Regions from separate parts of the Macaca mulatta genome. Here region 2 is linked to region 1. A link is a contact called in public Hi-C data. All regions are on one chromosome and are shown on one strand. The core of a region is the stretch at or near the end of the contact, and the rest is flanking DNA. Distances in the headings are between cores, read along the strand shown. Region 1 holds the start of KDM4D (lysine demethylase 4D). Region 2 holds the start of SRSF8 (serine and arginine rich splicing factor 8).

Evidence for each region. A called contact is a pair of places that touch in the nucleus more often than the background predicts.
Region 2: a Hi-C map of fetal cortex germinal zone shows a contact between it and region 1, with 5 times the contacts expected there. The contact joins the promoter of SRSF8 here to the promoter of KDM4D in region 1. A contact is called at or near these places in 2 of 14 Hi-C or Micro-C datasets (fetal cortex germinal zone and liver).

What each region holds. Positions count from the first base shown.
Region 1 is chr14:95,763,966-95,767,591 of T2T-MMU8v2.0, forward strand. KDM4D (lysine demethylase 4D) reads left to right here and starts at 1,607. Exons shown (of 4, transcript XR_013404264.1): 1 at 1,607-2,048; 2 at 3,625-3,626. It overlaps CWC15 (CWC15 spliceosome associated protein homolog), which reads right to left and starts at 1,570. Exons shown (of 7, transcript NM_001266625.1): 1 at 1,478-1,570; 2 at 13-151. The coding sequence starts at 143.
Region 2 is chr14:95,884,606-95,888,231 of T2T-MMU8v2.0, forward strand. It overlaps SRSF8 (serine and arginine rich splicing factor 8), which reads left to right and starts at 1,944. Exons shown (of 1, transcript NM_001266335.1): 1 at 1,944-3,258. The coding sequence starts at 2,014. The coding sequence ends at 2,877.

The DNA of each region.
Region 1 (3,626 bases), core at 357-2,856:
AAGTCTTACTACCTGTATTTTATCTTTGTGTGAGAGGGTAGGTCTCTGCTTGAATACTGCTTTGAAAGTTGGCTCAAATCACCTTCTCCTTTTCCCCTTCCACCTCTTGCAGGTTCAAAGGTTGGCCTGGCTGCTGTTGTCATCTTTTATGCTTTGAAGAAAAATATAATCAAGTTATTTACAACAATACAAACACTCATTTTACAGAGTATTAATATCCATACTAGTGAAATAAATTCTAAAACTCATTCCCCTAAACCTGCTTAATCTTCTTAAACAAAAGTTTTCAGGAAAACAAATTATGAGGCTTAGGCCATACAACGAATAGGGCTTCTCAGGCTTGTCTTAGTACAAAAAATTCTGTCATGAAGATCTGAGTTTGCATCCCTATTCTCCTTCTGACTATATGGGCTTGAGCAAGTCACCTGGCTTAACTTTCTGTCATCCGTGGAATGGAGATATTCCTCATAGGATTACTATAAGAATTATGACACTTGACATGTCAAAAGCCTTGAAAAATACAGTACCACCATGACTAAGTTTTAAAAATTTCCAACTCAACCTTACTCTACCAGACTCTCTAAGGTTTGCATTTTATCTAAACTTCACACAATAGCAAATAGGCTAGTAGAAACAAAAGCTAAAAACAAACAAAAAATATCACTGACAAAGTTACTAAGTGTCTGAGAAAAAAGTTACTAAGGAAAGTGTGTTAAACTTCAATGACAGGTACATAGAAAAAAATTCTTAACCTTTTGTTGAGCCAATTTTCTCCTACAACAGGCATCATATTATAAATCAGATCGTTTGTGGGTTATAACTTAAGGACTGTTCAAAAAAAACAAAAACAAAAACAAAACAGGAACCTCAGCCCCAGAGGATTCTGATGACAAAAATCAGGGACCCATTCCTTAAGTTACTTTCTGCTTGGAGCAGTCACAAGAATACTGCCTAGCAGATGCAGTCATTAAAACCCTGTTAGTGTCGGAAAAGCAAGTGTGTGGGGAGGGTGGGCGAACTGGGAGGATTTTTTTGGGGGGGGGGAGTGCTTTCTCCTAATTTTCAAAAAGAGTAAGAGACATGTATACAAAGAAGAAACGGGGTTATCTGGAGCTGGGAGTCCGCCCCTTCCCACACACTAACGGAATTATCACTCCGGCCTCTCGTGAGCTAGTCTTTGGCTATAACCAGAAACTCGTTGCCCCTTAACCCGTGCCCAGCGCCGCAGGGGTGCGAGGGGTAGTGAAAGGAGGACCTGGGGTTCGCTTTACGCGGTAGGCGCGCTGCCTTTTATGCTGCGATCTCCTCTGCGGCCCGAGAGCTCCGGACGCGCCTGACAGGCACTCCGTTTCGCCCCTAGCCCGCTGCTCTAGGTCCTCCACCGCCCGCACTCTGCACTCTGCCGCCGACTCCGACCCCAACTGCCCTTTCCCGTCCCACCGGGATGAGGAAGATAACCTATCCTCCTGCCGCTCACACTGGCCGAGGTCCGATGCAGCAATCTCCGAAGATCATACAGACGCCATTACGACTCCGGGCTCCCAGAAACCTCTGCGCCCAGGGCTAGCGCCTACGACCCGGAAGCAAAATCCAAGCGCTTCGGAGGCGGAAGCAACGACCAATCCGCAGTGGCCGAAGTGGAAGTCGGCGTAACGGCACTAAGGGGCGGGGCCGAAACGGCCCAGGGGGCGGGCGTTTGAAATCAGTGCCTTAGAGTAGACCCTAAATATCATTTTATACCTTCAAGAACCAATTACTTAATGTCTCTTCCGTCTTTTCCGTCCCCGACCCCCTCCCAGACTCCTTCATTCCGGTACTGCGTGGACGGAAAGCCCCGGGTAGCCGACACCACGTCCCCGGCTAGCGGGAGAGAGCGTGGAAAAGGATTACACCAAACTGTTTAAATCCAACGACTCCTGCTTCCATCCTTTCTCCTGAGCTAGAACCAACAAACCTAGAGAGTTGGGCTTCGGAAAAACTAGTGTTTTCATTTAATTGGATATGAAGAAAGAACAAATATGTACGGGGCAACCACGATCTTTACAAAGGTACATTCCTGCAAAAATATTAACACTTCAAAGCAAAGGTTGTATTCGTAATGTTTGCTAAAATTTTTTATTTAAAAAACGTTAGTTTTAGTGGGAGGGGAGATGTCAATATTTACGACAGCGTTTAGAACGGTGGGCCCAACTGCCAGGAGCACAAGATGTAATTACTAAGATGGCTACTTAAGTGTTAAGTTTTAATAAGAACGAAAAGGAGAAAACCCAAAAACCAAAAACCCACCAATCCTGTCTCCTCCCTTCCATAAAAAAAAATCCTGAGAACAGAGATCTTGATTGTTTAGCTAATCTTAGTATCTCATCACATAGACCTTGACATATAGTAGCTGCTCAATTAATATTTGTTAAACAAATGAAAATTCAACTTCCCCAACTTAGTTTAAAATATAAAGAACTCACAAAGTTGAATATTTAAATGCTTTCTTACCTCTAAATTCTTTGCAACTTTTAAATGAAGAAAGAAAAGCAGAAAAAGCCCTTTCACTCATAGAGTTCAAGATGAAAATCTTGATTTTTCTTACTAAAGGTATCCCTCCTCCAGTCTTACACGTCTCACTAAAGGACACGATCATCATACTAGTTACTCAAACCAAAATCCCAGAGTGCCTACTTAAATTCCTTTTCTTTCACTTTTCACATACGGTTCATTTACAGGTCTTACCAATTCTACTTTTAAAACTTACCCGAAATTTTATTCTACTGCCATTACCCTTGTCCTGGCCAACACCATCTCCTACCTGGATTGTAATTGTTTCCTATTGTATCTTCCTGCGTCATCTTTTATCCTACAGTCAATGCTGCATATAGCCAAGAGAGTGATCTTTTAAAATTAATCAAATGGTGTTACTATCCTGTGTAAAATTTCACTGCAGTTAGGATAAAAATCACATTTCTTAATGTGACCTGAGACGCCACGGAGTCTGGCTCCTGCCTAACTTCCAGACTTCACTTCCAATCAGTCACTCGCTTACACACTAAGCTCTAGACACAGCCAACTGGGCATTTCTGTTTTACGAAACAGGGCAAGATTCCTTCTATTTTAGTGCCTTTGCACTAGCTTTTCTCTGTTGCCTGTGCCCCAAGATAACTGTATCACCATCCTTCATGTCTCAGGTATCACAGTGAAGTTTTCCTACCCCCACCCCTCCAACACTTGTGTTTGTACACCATCACATCACCCTGTTTCATTTTTTCATACCACTGAACATTACCAGAATCTATTCATTTTTTACTTCCGTGTTTCTTGTCTGAGAGACAGCATAGGAAAGTCATTAAGAGAAAAGGATTTTCAGCCTGCCCATTTTTCTTCTAAATTCCAATTCTGCCCTTTCCTAGCTCTAACCTTAGGCAAGTCATTTTCCCTTTCTGTGCCCTCAGTTTCCTCATCTGTAAAATGGGCGTAATTCTAGTACCTAACTTATAATACTAGTCTAAGGATTAAGTGAATTAATACTTGTAAAGTGCTTAGAACTGTCTCAGCAAATAGTACTTGCTAAATAAATGTTAGCTATTATGGTTATTAATATTATTTTTATTATTATTGTCTATCTTCCTATATTAGAA
Region 2 (3,626 bases), core at 694-3,193, 120 kb after region 1:
ATACAGTTGTCCTTTGATATTCTGCAGGCAGAGGGGGTCTGGTCCTTAGTAACCCCTGAGGATTCTGAGGTATGCTTGGTATGCACATGTAACCTATACATATCTTCCAATATACTTTAAGTCATCTCTAGATTACTTACATTATGATGAAAATGCTATGTAAATAATTGTTTACTGTATAATGTTTTATTTATTTTTATTGTTTTTTTTTTCTGAATAATTTCTACCCACAGTTGGCTGAATTCACTGATGCTGAAGCCAGAGGTTACAGTGGGCTTCCTGTATTCTATGACAAGGGATCCATTCATACGTAAAAGGACACATGAGCTCCAGTATACATGTCCAAGCGTGTTCTGAGCAACACTGTAAGAGGCCCAAAGTGGAAACAACCCAAGTGCCCATGAACAGCAAAACATTTATACCATTGAATGCCTTACGGCAAGGCAAAAGGATCAAGTACAGCTAGATGGAACAATATAGATGAGGGAAATAAAACACAAAATACATTAAAATATAAAAAGCACAATTCTATGTATATAAGGTTACATAACATTTTCAAAATCAGCAACATTTTAATTAATTTAATTTATTTAGAATTCTCCTGCAGAGGAGTTTTCTCTCTTCTCTCCAATGTGTTAATTTATTTAACCATTTATTTACGGCAGCACAGATTCATATTTTGTATTTTGGAATATGATATAGTAGTATTTTAGTTTGTTCCTTAAATTGTTCAATATGTGGCCATTGGGAGCTGTTTTATTGGTTTTTGTACCACATTAAAATTACTCCATCAATGCTTTTGTTTGTTTTCTATTTATCACATCATTTTCCAGCACTCCAAGATGCTCTAGGCCCTTTCTGTATATTTCCTTTCCAGATCTAGAAACTGTATTTCTTCATCAGTATTGCTAAATTTTTTTTTTCTTTAAAAGTGTTAGATTTCAAATTTTATTAATCCTCTTTTTAAAAAACATATCATCCCTTTTGTTTATTTGTAATTCTATTTTTATTTTAATGTTTTATTCTTTTGTTTTGGTTTTGCTTTACTAATTGCTTGACTTCAACATTAAAAAGTTTTAGAAATGTGGTTATTAATTTTCAAATAAATATGATTGGATTCAGGTTTTTTATTTTTAACTTTCAATATTATTTCACTGAGGTCCAGATGTACTCAATTTATTGACCTATGAAATTTTAATTGACATTTATTTTGTAGTCTTGTATTGGGAAATTCTTGTGTTTTCTACATGTTTTTGGTTGTTGCAGGTTATATGATCAAAATTGTTGTTTGTTGTGCAAATTATTATAGCATTACTAGTTTTGTTCTCTGCACTATTGATTTCTGAGAAAACGGTGTTACGGGGGAAAAAACCTCCCATCATGAGTGCAGATTTTTCAGTTTTACCTTATAACTCTCAGTCTTGGCTTTCTATGTGTCACTGTTGTGTGTTTAGGTGCGTTAAGTTCATCACTGTCATGTTTTCCTAGTGAATTTTCTTTTCAATAACTATAAAATGTGCTTCTTTGATCCTATCAATACACTGGATATTAATATTGCTACCCTAGGTTTCTTTTGTTTAATATTTGTCTGGATTGCCTGTTCCCATAAATTGACCTTTAATCAGTTAGCTTTGTTCTTAAGATTGGTTTAAAATTAGAATAATAGGGAGGGGCATGGGAGGGTGGGACGTCTAATTTAAACCCAGCCCAGTGATTACACTAGCTGGGCGCTGGTTAGGATGTTGCCCAGGTATAAAGCCAGGATCTTTGGGACCTGGCTTCATTTGGAGTTCAGCTACTAAGAGGAAACCTTCCTCCTGGAGTATTCGGCCTGAAACTGGGAATTTGGAAGTTGCTGCTCCAGGGCGCTCCCTGCGGAGGTCGGCCGCCAGCCTCTCCGCCCGGCCTTTCCCGGCGTCCCCACGCGGGGCGCAGCCGCGAGAAAGGAACGCAGGTCACACCGTCAGCGCCCAGAGCAGCGCCAGTTTCCGGGCCCGGCCTGCTCTGGGAGCCATGAGCTGCGGCCGCCCCCCTCCCGACGTGGACGGCATGATCACCCTCAAGGTGGACAACCTGACCTACCGGACCTCTCCCGACAGTCTGAGGCGAGTGTTCGAGAAGTACGGGCGCGTGGGCGACGTGTACATCCCGCGGGAGCCCCACACCAAGGCCCCCCGCGGCTTCGCCTTCGTCCGCTTTCACGACCGGCGCGACGCTCAAGACGCCGAGGCCGCCATGGACGGGGCGGAGCTGGACGGACGCGAGCTGCGGGTGCAGGTGGCGCGCTATGGCCGCCGGGACCTGCCCCGCAGCCGCCAGAGAGAGCCACGCGGCAGGTCCGGAGGCGGCGGCTATGGACGGCGGAGCCGCAGCTACGGACGGCGGAGCCGCAGCCCCAGGCGGCGACACCGCAGCCGATCCCGGGGTCCCAGCTGCTCCAGGTCCCGCAGCCGATCTCGCTATAGGGGTTCTCGCTATAGCCGGTCTCCCTGTAGCCGATCTCCTTACAGCCGGGCGCACTGCAGCCGCTCTCCCTACAGCCGATCTCGCCACAGGGAATCTCGCTACAGCGGATCTCGCCACAGCTCATCTGGTTACAGTAACTCTCGCTACCGCCGCTCTCGCCACAGCCGATATCACAGCAGCCGGTCTCACTCGAAGTCTGGGTCCTCCACTAGCTCTCGCTCTGCATCAACCTCCAAATCGAGCTCTGCGCGACGATCCAAGTCCTCCTCGGTCTCCAGGTCTCGCTCACGGTCCAGGTCTTCATCTATGACCAGGAGTCCTCCCCGGGTATCCAAGAGGAAATCCAAGTCCAGGTCTCGATCCAAGAGGCCCCCCAAGTCTCCCGAAGAGGAAGGACAGACGTCCTCTTAAGAAAATGATGCATCAGGAAGCAACATGATGGAGGACTTGGGGAAAAGGATCACATACTCAGTCCATGGAAGCAACGTCCCTGGAAGAAGGGGCTGCCTATTGAAAAGGTTGTGTCACACTTTTCTACCTTTTTACCAGTTTGAAGCTTTGCATCAGGTGGCAAAATTCATTCTGTGCGCCGTTTTGTTGTTATTCACATTTTCTTGTAACTTAGGAGGTGAACGACCTAAGATTACATTATTGGGTTTGTATATTTGAGGCAAAAATTTATTTTTATTTCTATAGTGACGACTGTTTTGGTTTGAAATGAACAGATTGGTAACCTAATTTGTGGCCTCCTGACTTTTAAGGAAACGTGTGCAGCCATTACACACAGCCTAACGCTGTCAGGACATTGCTTCAACATTGCCTTCATTCCTTAAAGTTAAAAACCTACAAAAGGTGGTGTAAATTAATATGGATAATTTTATTTACCTCCAGGTCTAAAAGGTAGTATGATCCAAATTCGTATAAAGATTTTTCATGTGAAAGGACTGGGTTTTTAGCAAACACAAGTCTAATCTCTTTTGTGTTTTTGTGCACCAGGCCCGGCTGCGTAGCAGTTGAGTGATGCTGGTTAGCTATTAAGGTGGCCTGTTGCAGTGCAGAGTGCTGAGCTGCTTCCTGTTTTCTTCTGATTGCTCCTGGGGAAAACACGCCTTGTCCTGAAGAACAAATGGCTGTCCAGTTTATTAAAATGCCTGTCAACT